Regions from separate parts of the Mus musculus genome. Here region 1 is linked to region 2. The links are chromatin contacts, called in public promoter capture Hi-C maps. All regions are on one chromosome and are shown on one strand. The core of a region is the stretch at or near the end of the contact, and the rest is flanking DNA. Distances in the headings are between cores, read along the strand shown.

Region 1 (6,977 bases), core at 3,693-6,192, 4.0 Mb before region 2:
GTTGCACACATACTCACACAGACATGTACACACAAAGGAAGAAAGGAAGGAAGGAAAGAAGGAAGGAAGGGAGAGAGAGAGAACCCTTTTAAAGAAATAAATAATCTGCTGTGATAATTGATCTCTATCTATCTATCTATCTCCATATCTATATATAATATGTATATAATGTATATCACATATATAATATACACATATACATCATTGATAGTTCTGGAAGTTTTGGGCCACAGCAACCTATCTCCATTGTTCTGGGCCCATTATGAGGCATAGCATCATAGCTCAGACCATGTGGCAAACTCAAGCTGGATAGATGGCTCAGCAGTTAAGAGCACTAGCTGGTCTTCTTGAGGACCTGGTTTCCATTCCTGGCACTCACATGGCAGCTTACAAACATCAGTAACTCCAGTTCCAGGGTATCCAAAGCCCTCTTCTGGCAACCTCGGGTACTAGGCATGAATGTTCTGCCAAGTCATACCGTAGGCAAAAGACCCACAGACAGAGAGAAAGAAACAAAGAGAAAGAGAAAGAAACAAACTTCCCTTTGACACAGGGTCATGCTACACAGCTCAGATGGCCTCAGATTTTTTAATCCTCTTGTCTCAAAACAAAACAAAAGCAGGTATGGTGGTGTTCATCATTAATTCCAGCACTCAGGGGCCAGAGGCAGGTGGATCTGTGAGTTCCAGGCCAGCCTGGTCTACAAAGCAAGCTCCAGGACAGCCAGGGCTACAGAGGAACCCTGTCTCAAAAAACAAAACAAAACAAAACAAGAAAAAACAAAACAAAAACAAAAACAACAACAAAAAACAAAACCAAAAAACCTAGCACAATCCCTTTTAAAGGTATAACCCTGGAATTGAACATATAATTTCCACTTATCTTCTTCAGTAGAATTTAGTTAATCACACCTAACTGGCAGGTCACTTGGAAATGTTGCTCTTATTTTGAATGGCAACTCAGCTAACAAAACCCAGCAATTATTCTGGAAGATGGGGAGAACAGAGTATCAGAGAGAAACACAATGTAGGCTGGCCCTGGGATCCCTCATAAGGTCTTCCAAAGACTGGCAGCTCAGGGTAGTGCTTGAATGCTTAGCTGGAGTGTGACTGCCTTGGCAGAGGGTTTGCCTGGCATGCAGAGGGTCCTGAGCTCAGCCCTAGCACTGATCAAAGCCGGCATGGTGGCGGCACACCTACAATCTTAGCATACATTTAGTGGAAGCAGAAGGGTAAGAGGACTACGATCATCCTTGGTACATTGTGAGTTCGGAGCTAGCCTGGGATACTTAAGCTTGGGTCCAAAAAATAAAAAACAAACAAACAAACAAAAAAACCTTTAAAAGAGTTATACACAGGGCTGGAGAGATGGTTCAGCAATTAAGAGCACTGACTGCTCTTCCAGAGGTCCTGAGTCCAATTCCCAGCAACCACATAGTGGCTCACAACCATCTGAAGTGGGATCTGCTGCCCTCTTCTGGTGTGTCTGAAGACAGCTATAGTGTATTCATATAAATAAAATAATTTTTTTTTTTTTTGGTTTTTCGAGACAGCATTTCTCTGTATAGCCCTGGCTGTCCTGGAACTCACTCTGTAGACCAGGCTGGCCTCGAACTCAGAAATCCGCCTGCTTCTGCCTCCCGAGTGCTGGGATTAAAGGTGTGTGCCGGGGGCTGGCAAGATGGCTCAGTGGTTAAGAGTGCCTACTGCTCTTCCGAAGGTCCCCAGTTCAAATCCCAGCAACCACGTGGTGGCTCACAATCATCTGTAATGAGATCTGATGCCCTCTTCTGGAGTGTCTGAAGACAGCTACAGTGTACTTACATATAATAAATAAATTTTAAAAAAAAAGGTGTGTGCCACCACGCCCAGCTTATAAATAAAATTTTAAAAAAGAGTTATACACTAATGGTATGTGCTTGCAATCCCAACACTGAGGAAGCTGAGGCAGGAGAATCAAGACTAGCCCGGGCTACATAGTAAGACCCTGTGTACAGGTTAGTTTTATTGCAACTTGACACAAGCTAGATTCATCTGAGAAAGGGAACCTCAATTGAGAAAATCCCCCTATCAGATTGGCCTGTGAGCAAGCGTTTGGGGAGTCTCCTGGATTGATGATCTGTGTGAGCAAGTGGTTCAGAACGCCCTAAGAAGGCAGGCTGAGCAAGCCATAAGGAGCAAGCAGGGAGCAGGGGTCCTCCATGGTCTCTGCTTCAGCTCTTACCTCCTGGTTCCTGCCCTGAGTTCCTGCCCTGCCTTTCCTTCAAGAAGAACTTTAGCAAGCCAGGCGTGGTGGCACACACCTTTAATCCCAGCACTGGGGAGGCAGAGGCAGGCAGATTTCTGAGTTCGAGGCCAGCCTGGTCTACAAATTGAGTTCCAGGACAGCCAGGGCTACACAGAGAAACCCTGTCTCAAAAAAACAAAACAACAAAAACAAAAGCAAAGGACTGTAGCCTGTAAGCTAAACAGACTTCTACTGGCTGGCTTTGGGTGTCAACTTGACACAAGCTGGAGTTATTACAGAGAAAGGTGCCTTCCTTGAGAAAAATGCCTCTTTGAAATCCAGCTGTAAGGCATTTTCTCAATTAGTGATCAAGGGTGGAGGGCCCATTGTGGGTGGTGCCATCTCTGGGCTGGTAGTCTTGGGTTCTATAAGAGAGCAGGCTGAGCAAGCCAGGGGAAGCAAGCCAGTAAAGAACATCCCTCCATGGCTTCTGCATCAGCTCCTGCTTCCTGACCTGCTTGAGTTCCAGTCCTGACTTCCTTTGGTGATGAACAGCAGTATGGAAGTGTAAGCCGAATAAACCCTTTCCTCCCCAACTTGCTTCTTGGTCATGACGTTTGTGCAGGAATAGAAACCCTGACTAAGACAGACCCTTTCTTCCCCCAAGCTGGTTTTAGAAATGGCCTCTATTACAGAAATAGAAACCAAACTAAGATACCCTGACTCAAAAAAAGAGAGAACACATTTTAATGTCATTAAGTCTGTGGTTCTCAACTTTCCTAATGCTGCAAAAACCCCATACAAGTACTGGGGACTCCAAATCATAAAATTATTTCATTGTGGGCTGGAGATACTGTTCTGAGATTAAGAGCACTGACTGCTCTTCTGGAGGTCCTGAGTTCAATTCCCAGCACCCACATGGTGGCTCACAACCATCTGTAATGGGATCTGGTGCCTTCTTCTGGCCTGCAGGCATACATGCAGACAGAGCACTGTGTGTAATAAATAAATAAAAATCTTTTAAAAAATTGTTTGATTACTAGTTCAAACCTGTAATTTTGCTACTGTTATGAGTCATTATGTAAATATCTGATATGCAAGATATCTGATATGCAAGCCACAAGGGGGTCAAGACCTACAGGTTGTAAATCTCAGTTTACAGGTTGCAGACATTTAAACCAATGTCAACAAGATCCTCCCTCCTCTCTGCCTCTGCTCTATCAGTTTTATTTCCTTCTGCACTAGACACATTTTCTTTCCTGAGAGCAGATTTAAGAGATGTCCACAGGCGGCATTTACAGAAAGACTATATTCTCCCAGTCTCTCCCTCCCCACCAAAAAAAAAAAAAAAAAGTTTTCTGACCCTAGAAGTTCTCTCTCTCTCTCTCTCCCCCCACCCCCCTTCTCTGTCAGTTCTTGCCCTGGAGTGTCGATGCATGCCTTTGATTCTGAAGGCCAACCAGGGCTCAGGGCTACACAGTCTCAATAAATAAATAAATAAATAAATAAATAAATAAATAAAGGAAGGAAGAAAATGCCAACTCCCATCCTATACGAGGGCTCTGTACAGTAATGTACAGTATATACACTATGGTATACAATACAGTTGTCTCAGGTGCCCTTAGCAACAGTTCTTTTTCTTTCTGTGCCTGGAATCCCTAGAATAAGAAGTGAGTCACACTGTCTAGGTGACAAGAGAATGGTTGAGAAGTGTGATGTCACCAGCACAGCCCGGCACCAGATCTGTGCAGACAGCAGTGCCCAATTCATGTTTAATTGGCTGAATGAGTGAATGAATGAATGAATGAATGAAAACATTCTGCATCCAGAGATTGTTCTGGGTACAGATCCTGAGATCAAGAGTCAAGTCCAGATCCCCACATGTTGCTTTTGTGCGTGTTTTAGATTTGTGTTTGTTTGTTTGTTTGAACTTATTTATACAGCGCGCATGTGGAAGTCCGAGGACAATTCTTTGTGGAAGTCTGTTCTCCAAACCACCACGTGAGTTCCGGTGATCGAACTCACAGTTTCTAGCTTGCCTGCAAGCGCCTTCACCCACTCAGCCATCCCAGCAAATTGTACGCGTAGAGGGTGGAACCTTCAGGAGACCAGCGGAACCTTGAAGAGCCAACCACTGTGAAGAGCCGGTTCAGGCCAGGCTCCTAGACCCCACGATTTTGGATTAAACCATCTTGTATCTGCTCAAAGGGAGAGAGAAGAAAGTCCTTCTGCTTCTTCCCCCAACCCATTTTTATTTCCGAGCCATAGAGACAACGTATTTGCTTCTCCAACATCCACCCTGTTTCCGTCTTAGCCCCTCTATTCCTCGCGGCTCCACAGAGCCACACAGGTCGTGCTGCCCCCCGCACACCGCGCGGTGGCTCGCCCCAGTTTGACGCATTGCAGGGAAGGCCGGACCAATCGGAGTTGCGTTCTCATTTCCGCCACGAGGCGGGTCCAATAGCGGCGTGGCTCACACAGAGACGTGTCACTCTCCGTAAACCGGTGCCCTTCCGCCAGAGAGGAAAGCGGAGCGGATGCAAGGGGCCGAGAGCGCCGAGAGCGAAAGTAGTCCCCGCGGTGGGGAACGCGCGTGCGCGTGCCCGTGCGGCAGCAGATTCGCTGGGCTCTGTGGAAGGGGCGAGCCGCACGAGCCTGACGCGAAGGGATCCGTAGGAAGCCGCAGTGCAGCGGGAGCGCGCGAGCCGTCTGGGGCGGGGCCGGGCGAGGCGGGGCGCGCGCGGCGGCCGTTGAGGGACCGTTGGGGCGGGCGGCGGCGGCGGTGGCGCGCGCTGCGGGCAAAGAGTGTGGAGGCGCGGACGCGCGGCGGAGCTCGAGCTGCTGCAGCTGCTGCCGCCGCCAGAGTAACCTCGATCCCCGAGCTCCGGATACCGGTGCCTCGCCATGGTGAGTGAGGCGGCTGAAGTCGGGTGGAGACCCCCCCATCCCGGAGATGGCGAGCGAACCCTGGGAGGGAGAGGCCGGGCCCCTCGGGACCTCCCATGCGGCCCTTGGGACTTCTAGAAGCGGTTTTAGCAGCAGATGGAATTGGTAGGACCCCCAAACAGACAGTCTGAGGCTTCAAATGAGGAGCTCCAGGACATCCCCACCCCCGCCACCTCCCAGGCAGCATTCGGATCCCTCTCCGGGCGATTGGTTTTAGAATCACATCTACCCGGTCCCCGGGAGGAGGAAATAGGAAACGCCGGCGATGAAGGCTTTGGGTCCTGGAGGAATGCAGGAGGCTGCTCCTAGAGGGGTGGCTGTGGGTAGCGGAGAGGGGGACCGGTCGGTTCCTAGGGAGTGTTCTGCAGAGAGGATAGATGGGGATCCTGGGTCACTTGTGCACTGTAGACCCCGGTGGGGGAGGGGTCTCCAAGGACAAGCATTGCCAAGAGGAGGAGGAAGAGGAGAAGGGTCAGGTGCAGGCTGAGGTAAGGAGGAGCCCGAGGTGGGTGGCAGCAGAGGCTAGAAGATGCTCTTGGAGCCTGTGAGGACCCAGAAGGGGACTGAGGAGAGTTGGGGGTCGCAGAAATGTTTTTAAAGGAGTGGGGATGTGATCACGGGTAGTGTGGGGAACCAGGGAGCCTTGTGGAGAACTTGGTTGGGGGTAGCTAGGAAGGATTCTGAGGTCTAGGTTGTTGCACTAGAAAGAGAGGTTGGGGTTTGTAAGGCGTGTTTTGTTTGGGTCAGAGAAAAAACGGGGTTTCCAAGGTGAGGGCTAGGGAAGGACTTGAGTTTGGGTGGTGGGGGTGAGGTTGGACAGCCTTCTAGAGAAGTGTAGGAGACAATGAATGGTGGCTGAGGTAGGACTAGGTTTAGAGGTGGGTGTCTCCGGGGAAAGGTCCCGACACAAAGGCTGATGACTCGGGCTTGGTCATGGGCTGCAGCAGAGGACCTGAAGGAGTAGCTGTGTGCTCCCTTTGCCTTGGCAAGAATGGGGCTGGGCCAGGCTGAAGGCACTGAGGCAGTGGGAGCAGGTGGGCGGAGTTGTTCAGGGCCCTATTGCGCACTGAAGCTGCATGATACAGGACTGGGGTCAAAGTTTGGGGTGCATCAAATGATGGCTAAGCCAGGAAGCTTGGCCCCCTCATTGTCCCTTCCAGGCTAGGAGGGCTGCCTTTCTCCTCCAGCTTCATGCACCTGCTTCTCCTCACTGTGCCAAATGACAGCGCAATACAGTACCGTTTGGGTCAGTGACAGATGCCCAGTTCCATCCCTCAGGGCGGGGGCTGCAGTGCTTGTCCAGAGAAGACCTCCAAGGACCCTCTCGTTGACTCAAGGGCCACTTGTTCTTTCCAGGCCTCTTCCCCAGCGCCCAAAGCTAAAGCTTCTAGAAGCAAAATAGATTACTTCTCCTCTGGTCCTGCCACCCACAACACCCCCAGCCCTCCCCACCATCCCCCCTCCCCCAGCCTCAGGCTGGGAACCGCGTGCACCACCCTCCCTGGCAAAGCTGGGGAGGACAGGCAGCCGCCACCACGTATCAGATCTCATACTGCTGACACAGACCTGAGGGCTCTTCTTGCCGCCACCCCATTCCCCCCGCCCCCCAGCAGAACCTTGCTAAAGGGGCCCTACAGCTTGGGCAGCTGCCAGCAACCCCCACTCCCCACCTCCAAAGGAGGGTCCCAGCTTTGGCCCTGACCAGGTTTTCTCTTCCTGTTTGTATCCAGCAAGGTGTGGAAGGAAGAGTCCCTGGTAACTGGCCCTGGACTTTGGCCTGAGCTCTGTGGCTCCTCCTTGGCCCT
Region 2 (6,970 bases), core at 3,415-5,914:
TAGAAAGATGGCTCAGCAGTTAAGAGCACTGATTGCACTTCCGAGGGTCCTGAGTACAAGTCCCCAGCAACCATATGGTGGCTCACACCCATCCATAATGAGATCTGACTCCCTCTTCTGGAGTATCTGGAGACAGCTACAGTGTACTGTACTTACATAATAAATCTTTAAGAAAATACAATTTTCTTTTTGTTTACTGGTGAATGCCATGCCAGGGAGGTGAGCTGCATCCTCTATACCATGGGAGGTACCCTATGCCCTAAATGATTAGACAAGCACACAGGAAGGTATAGTTGTTCCAAAGGACACAGTTTATTAGGCAGCAGCTGGGAAATCAGCGGTTAGACTTGGCCACACGCTCCAGTTCATCTTTCTTCTTGATGGCATAGGAATTGGAGGAGCCCTGCAAGGACAGATGGTTAGCTCTGAATGCTGGACAAACTCCCAAATGCCCAACCCAAGTGGTATGCCCTGACCCACCTTGGCAGCATTAATGAGCTCATCTGCAAGGCACTCGGCGATGGTCTTGATGTTCCGGAAAGCAGCCTCACGAGCCCCTGTGCACAGCAGCCAGATGGCCTAGACAAGACAGACAGGGCTCAGGCCTCAAACGGTCCCTCCTGCCAGTGACCTGGGACCCACCTCAACAGATACCATATACTTACTACTTTAGGGAGTTGATACCTTATCAGATAGCTGATCTGAGAGGGCTGAGAAAACAAGGGCCCCAACTAACAAAGAGACTTAAGAACTGCCAGCAAAATATTTGATGCTTTTGACTGGAACCCTTGATGTCCCCATGGTACTCAGGTATCAAGCAATCCACCCTGTGCCTTTCAAGTAGCTAAAATTACAGGTAGGTACGTGTACCACCACAAAATAGACTCAAACAAATCAAGAAGAAACAAAACAAAGCCTGTTGTGAAAGTATACACTAGGGATGAGATGAACCAGACTGGGAAGGCTGGACTACCATCTGCCTCATACCGAGTGGAAATCCAGGAAGGTTTCCTGGAGGAAGTGAGGTTCCTGGTAAAACATGCAAGACAGGACCCCACCCACTTGTGCTGATGGCTCCTACCCCACCCCTTCACAAGCCTCTGACCCACCTGATTCACTCGACGCAGTGGGGACACATCCACAGCCTGTCGTCTCACTGTACCGGCCCGCCCAATGCGTGTTGAGTCTTCTCGGGGGCCACTGTTGATGATAGCATTCACCAGGACCTGCAGAGGGTTCTGGCAGAAAAGGGAGGCGTGAGCCTGATATCCACCCCCAACCTTTTCAACCCTAAACAAGGTGGCGGTGTCCCAGGTAATGAACCTGGCATGTATACCATGAAGCTTTGGTATGAATCAAGGACAAAACCTTACCTCACCAGTGAGCAGGTGGATGATCTCAAAGGCATGCTTGACAATTCGCACAGTCATGAGCTTCTTGCCGTTGTTACGACCATGCATCATCATGGAGTTAGTAAGGCGCTCCACGATGGGACATTGTGCTTTGCGGAAGCGCTTGGCAGCATACCGTCCGGCACTGTGGGGCAGGTACTTGGCATACTTCTCCTTCACAGCAATGTAATCCTGGGTGGTAAAGAGAGAAGCACGAAGGAGTAGTCAGTAGTGGGACCAGCCTCAGATAGATTAGAGGAGACTGAGAACTGACTCAAGCCATGGCATGTCCCCAGCAGGTTGTGAACATGAGCTTTAAGAAAGTAAAACCAAACCAGTGACTGCTTAAGTCACACTCCCATTCATAAAAGGGGAAAGTGCTGCCCGCAGTGTGCACACTTCTACATCCTAACACTTGGGAGACAGGATCTCTAGCAGTTTAAGATCAGCCTGGTCTACAGTGAATTTCAGAACAGCCAGGGGTGCACAGTGAGATCTTGCCTCAGGGGCAAGGGGAGAGAGAACACTTCCTGTAATATGCAAACAAGGGACCAGAATTCAGTTTTTACAAGTATTAAGTAACTGCACTTTGAGTCAGGCGGTAATGGTACACACCTTTAATCTCAGCACCTGGGAGGCAGAAGCAGGAGCACTTCTGTGAGTTTAAGGCCAGCCTGTTCCACAGTTACAGGACAACCAACACTACAGAGAAACCCTGTCTGGGGCTTGGGGGGCCGCAGAGATGGCTCAGAGTTTTGACTGCTCTTCCAAAGAACTCAACTTCTATTCCAAGAACCCCCACGGCAACTCACAACTGTCTGTAACTTCAGCAGATTTGACAACCTCACAGACAGAACATCACTACACATAAAAATAACTACATTATTTTAAAAAAATGTTACTATGGATATATTTTGTTTGTTTGTTTTTTCAAGACAGGGTTTCTCTGTGTAGTCCTGGCTGTCCTGGAACTCACTCTGTAGACCAGGCTGGCCTCGAACTCAGAAATCCTCCTGCCTCTGCCTCCCAAGTGCTGGGATTAAAGGCGTGCGCCACCACACCCGGCTCAGTATGGATATTTTTTAAAGAGTCTCCCATGTAGCCCTGGAATTCACTATGTAGTACAGTGTGGTCCTATACTTAGAGATCTGCCAGAGTGCTGGGCTTAAATGCACACACCATTGATTCAAGATGCTAAGGACACTTGGGACTCCTCAAAGAAGGGAGGGCTGTCCTGTGTAGTTTAAGGACACTTGGCAGCACACCAGCACTTGACAGATTATTCTGGACCACCTGTGAGACAAAACCACATTTATTAACCTACCTGTTGCCTAAGAAGTTCGAAGTGTGTACACACTGTGTCTCAGTAACAATGTGTGTTGGCCTAGCATGTGAAAAAGCCCTGGCTCTAATCGCTAACACAAAAAGGATTGCAGACCTCCCCAAATAAACTCACAAAGTAAACTAAACACTCACTAGACAAGACTGAAAATCTTTTAGATTAATGCCTAGGTCCTGCTGTTTCTTTTTCCCTTCTATTTTGGGCATGTACGCAAGTCAGGGGACAATTTGCAGCTGTCAGTTCTATTCTTCTACCTTGGATTCAAAGGATTAAACTTATATTGTCAGGCTTTGTGGTAACTGTCTTTATAGGCTGAACCACCTTACAAGCTCATTCTGTGGTATCTTTACAGACAGTAGACATACTTTAATTCCTTTGAACAAAATAGACAACTGGGCCGAAAGATATAGCTGAGTTGGTAGGGTGCTTGCTTTGTAAAAAGCCCTGGGTTCAATGTCAAGTAGTGGGATAAACTTGGAATGGTGATATATACCTTCAATCCCAGCACTCGGGACAGAATGCAGATATTAGCTTTTTCCACTAGACAGGGTTTCAGGCCAGTCTCAGCTATATGAGATTACCTCAAAATGGGTTATGAGGGCAAAGCAAATAGCTCCCATACTAACTTAGCCATAACAGTACCCATAGCCAACTGACATTTTTCAGGGGAGGGCAGCAGGGAACATTCATAGCACCAACTGGTCTCATACTCAAATTCCTCTTGCTGTAGGCTGATAGCAGCTTACCAACTGCTTTTGACAAGGGTGCCAACATGGTTCAGTTGACTAAAGCCATCTTTTCAATTGATACCCACTAACTGAATATACAAACGAAAGGGGACATCAAGTCAGGTGTAGTGGCACATGGGAGACAGAGGCAAGATCTCAAAGAGCTCCAGGCAGCCAGCAAGGGCTACACAGCAAGACCCTGACTCTGTCTCAAGAGACACACGATTAGAAAAATACGGGATAAAAACCACACTCTAACATCTTTTAGTGCCAGTTTGTATTAGGCGTGGGTGTAGCTGTCCAGTTATTGCTCTTCTACCTGTCTTGTACATCCACTGGTTGTTTTATGCCCTTTTCTGAACTAGAAGCTCATCCACACCTGGTCTCAATTAAAAAAATCATCACAAAGAACAATCATTAAGTTCCTTTTACCTGCAGAGAAATATCGTTGATCTGCACGTCATCAGTGCTCCATTTCCCAAAGAGCTTGATGTCAGGGGTCTCTGCCACCGCTGGTGTGGCTGCTTCCCACTCAGTCATCCTGGGGACAGGAGAATGGCAAGAAACCGTTACTGCCTAGACATGCTGGAGCAGTCACTCTGACCCCAAACTCTTCAGACGAACTCTCACTTTGTGGCAAACTGGGACATGAAGGGGAGACCCAGAAAGCTTTGAACAGCTCTCCAAACCCAGGAAAACCACTCAGGATTCTAAAGTAACTCGGCAGTCACCCCGCTAATCAGCTGGTACATGGACCACAGTATGATGGTTCATGAAGCCGTATACTCATCAGCTCCCATCAGATTTCCGTTGTGCACTTAGAACGTGTACTGAGCAAAAGAGTCATCACAAAACTAAGCAAACCTAGATTTATGTTTATGGTATATGACCCAAGTGATTTCCCTGGAGTCCCGTGTGTGCAAAGTATGAAGTCAAAACAGTGCAAACAAGAGGCGAAGACTAACTCGGCCCGTGCCGAGTTTCCCTAGGCACCCTTTTTCGCAGAGAAACGGTGAGATCCAAGCGGTCACGCCCAGGCTTCAGGTTCGGCCTCCGGCCCCCCAGATGTGCCTTAGAACACTCATGGTCACCTCTTCTGAACTCCGTGTCCCTCCGCAGCCTCACCTGAGGGCGCAGACTGGGCTTCTCAGTCGCTCGGCGTGGACCACGCGCCGCCCTGATACAGACAGGAAGAGGCCGCGCGCAGCGGACTAGCGCTTTTATGCAAAGCGAAAACTTCCGGGTCAGAGGTAGAGACGCACGCGCAGATGAAAACAGCGTGCTCACCAACCAATCAAGCGCTAGGATGAGAGGCGCCCTTTGAGCCGGGTAAAGCATGCGCACTTTTAGAAACAGCGCCACGCCCGTCTTCTGGCGGACCTCTGAAGTACTAGCTAGGCTTCTGAGTCGGCGCACATGCGCAGAAACTTTGGTGAGACCGACGCCGCCATATCTAAGTAGTGCTGACGTCCAGTCCACGCTCTCCGTAATTAGGCTGCAAAACCCAGGAACCATGGACGGTGGATTCTTAGCTAGGGCAACCAGCTCGGCTCACATTTTCTCACCAAAATAATGGAGTCGGGTCCTGTGGTTACCACCGATCCGGGTTCACAAGCACGGGCCCCACCCTCTCCCCTCCCGCAAGCCATGCTCGGCGGGTCCCAGGCTTCCGGTATGGGATCACTTCCTTTTTAATCACTCTGGCCACGCTTGTCTGGGCTTTTTTTCCTCAGGTTCAATCGCGGACAGTAGATTCCGACCGCCATTCGTGAACCTCCCCGGGGAGGGATACATAGAGGGGAGTCCTGGAGGGGTTGGCAGCCCGGGGATCTCCTAGGTGACTTACTTATCTGAGATCCCAGTGATTTGGTACTAATAAGGGAGAGACCTTGCCAGCAGGTTCACCCCCAGGGGTGGGTTTGTTTGTTTGTTTGTTTTGGAGACAGGGTTTCTCCTTGTAGCACCGGCTGTCCAGGAACTCGCTCTTTAGACCAGGCTGATTCATCTGCCTCTGCTCCTCCCAACTGCTGGGATGAAACATAAGGAGAGGAGGGAGGGGAGAGGAGAGAAGAGGAAAGAGGGAGGGAGGGAGGGAGGGAGGGAGAGAGAAGAGAAGAGAGAGAAGAGAGGAAAGGTGTCAGCAAACATAAGGAGAGGAGGGAGAGAAGAGGAAAGAGGGAGGGAGGGAGAGAGAAGAGAAGAGAGAGAAGAGAGGAAAGGTGTCAACAAACATAAGGAGAGAAGGGAGGGGAGAGGAGAGAAGAGGAAAGAGGGAGGGAGGGAGGGAGAGAGAAGAGAAGAGAGAAGAGAGGAAAGGTGTCAACAAACATAAGGAGAGAAGGGAAGGGAGAGGAGAGAAGAGGAAAGAGGGAGGGAGGGAGGGAGAGAGAAGAGAAGAGAGAAGAGAGGAAAGGTGTCAACAAACATAAGGAGAGAAGGGAAGGGAGAGGAGAGAAGAGGAAAGAGGGAGGGAGGGAGAGAGAGAGAAGAGAAGAGAGGAAAGGTGTCAACAAACATAAGGAGAGAAGGGAGGGGAGAGGAGAGAAGAGGAAAGAGGGAGGGAGAGAGAGAGAAGAGAGATTCTCACCCCGTTTTCTTCTCTATATCTCAGTTCATACCTTGTGTGTGTGGAGGGAGGGAAAACTGGGATTTCGGGAATCTTACCTAATTTTATCGTTGTTGTTGGGGGTATCACCCTACTTATCTTTGAAAGCTGACATTGCACTACAGTGATTGATAATGGATGTTTTTATAGACTCCGTATTACCTACTAGGTGACAGAGGGCAGATGAGGGGCTCCTGAATATGGGCCATAGGTTAAGAGAAATGCTGTAGCCGGGCAGTGGTGGTGCACGTCTTTAATCCCAGCACATGGGAGGCAGAGACAGGCGGATTTCTGAGTTCGAGGCCAGCCTGGTCTACAGAGTGAGTTCCAGGACAGCCAGGGCTACACAGAGAAACCCTGTCTCGAAAACCCAAAAAAAAAAAAAAAAAAAAAAAAAAAAAAAGAGAAATGCTGCAGAAATTGATTTGCACAGATAAAATTAAGTTTGCTTACCAGCATTTGGGAGCTGGAAGCAGGAGGACCAGAAGTTCGGGGCCACCTTCCACTCCATAGTGAGTTTATGACCAGTTTGGGCTACATAAGATTCTACCACAAACAAAAACAAACAAACAAACTCCCAACCAAAACCAATAGCATTGTTATTAGTATTTTGAGACAAAGTCCGATTATGTAGTCATGGCTGGCTTTCAAATTGCTCTTTAGACCAGGCTGACCTTGAACTCATTGATCTGCCTGACTCTGGCTCTCTAGAGTTGTGATTAAAGGAATGCATCGTTACAATCAGCACCCTTAAAATTCTTTAAAAAAAATTTTTCCCCGTAAGTAAAGCATGTGTACATGGGGTCTAAGAAGGCCAGAAAAATGTGATAGATCCTTTGGAGCTGGGGTTATGGTGGTTTATAAACCTGAGGTGGGTGCTAGGGATGGAAACTTTAAGAATGAC

Evidence for each region. Promoter capture Hi-C pulls out the DNA fragments that hold promoters and counts their contacts.
Region 1: a promoter capture Hi-C map of cranial neural crest shows a contact between it and region 2. The contact joins the promoter of Calm3 here to the promoter of Rps5 in region 2. A contact is called at or near these places in 3 of 39 promoter capture datasets (cranial neural crest, maxillary cranial neural crest and second pharyngeal arch cranial neural crest).

What each region holds. Positions count from the first base shown.
Region 1 is chr7:16,921,997-16,928,973 of GRCm38.p6, reverse strand. Calm3 (calmodulin 3) reads left to right here and starts at 4,942. Exons shown (of 6, transcript NM_007590.3): 1 at 4,942-5,133. The coding sequence starts at 5,131. Gm45972 (predicted gene, 45972) reads right to left here. Exons shown (of 3, transcript NR_165470.1): 2 at 6,412-6,559; 3 at 4,456-5,534.
Region 2 is chr7:12,920,005-12,926,974 of GRCm38.p6, reverse strand. Rps5 (ribosomal protein S5) reads right to left here and starts at 4,664. Exons shown (of 6, transcript NM_009095.2): 1 at 4,587-4,664; 2 at 3,894-4,002; 3 at 1,374-1,583; 4 at 1,110-1,238; 5 at 481-579; 6 at 289-403. The coding sequence starts at 4,001. The coding sequence ends at 335.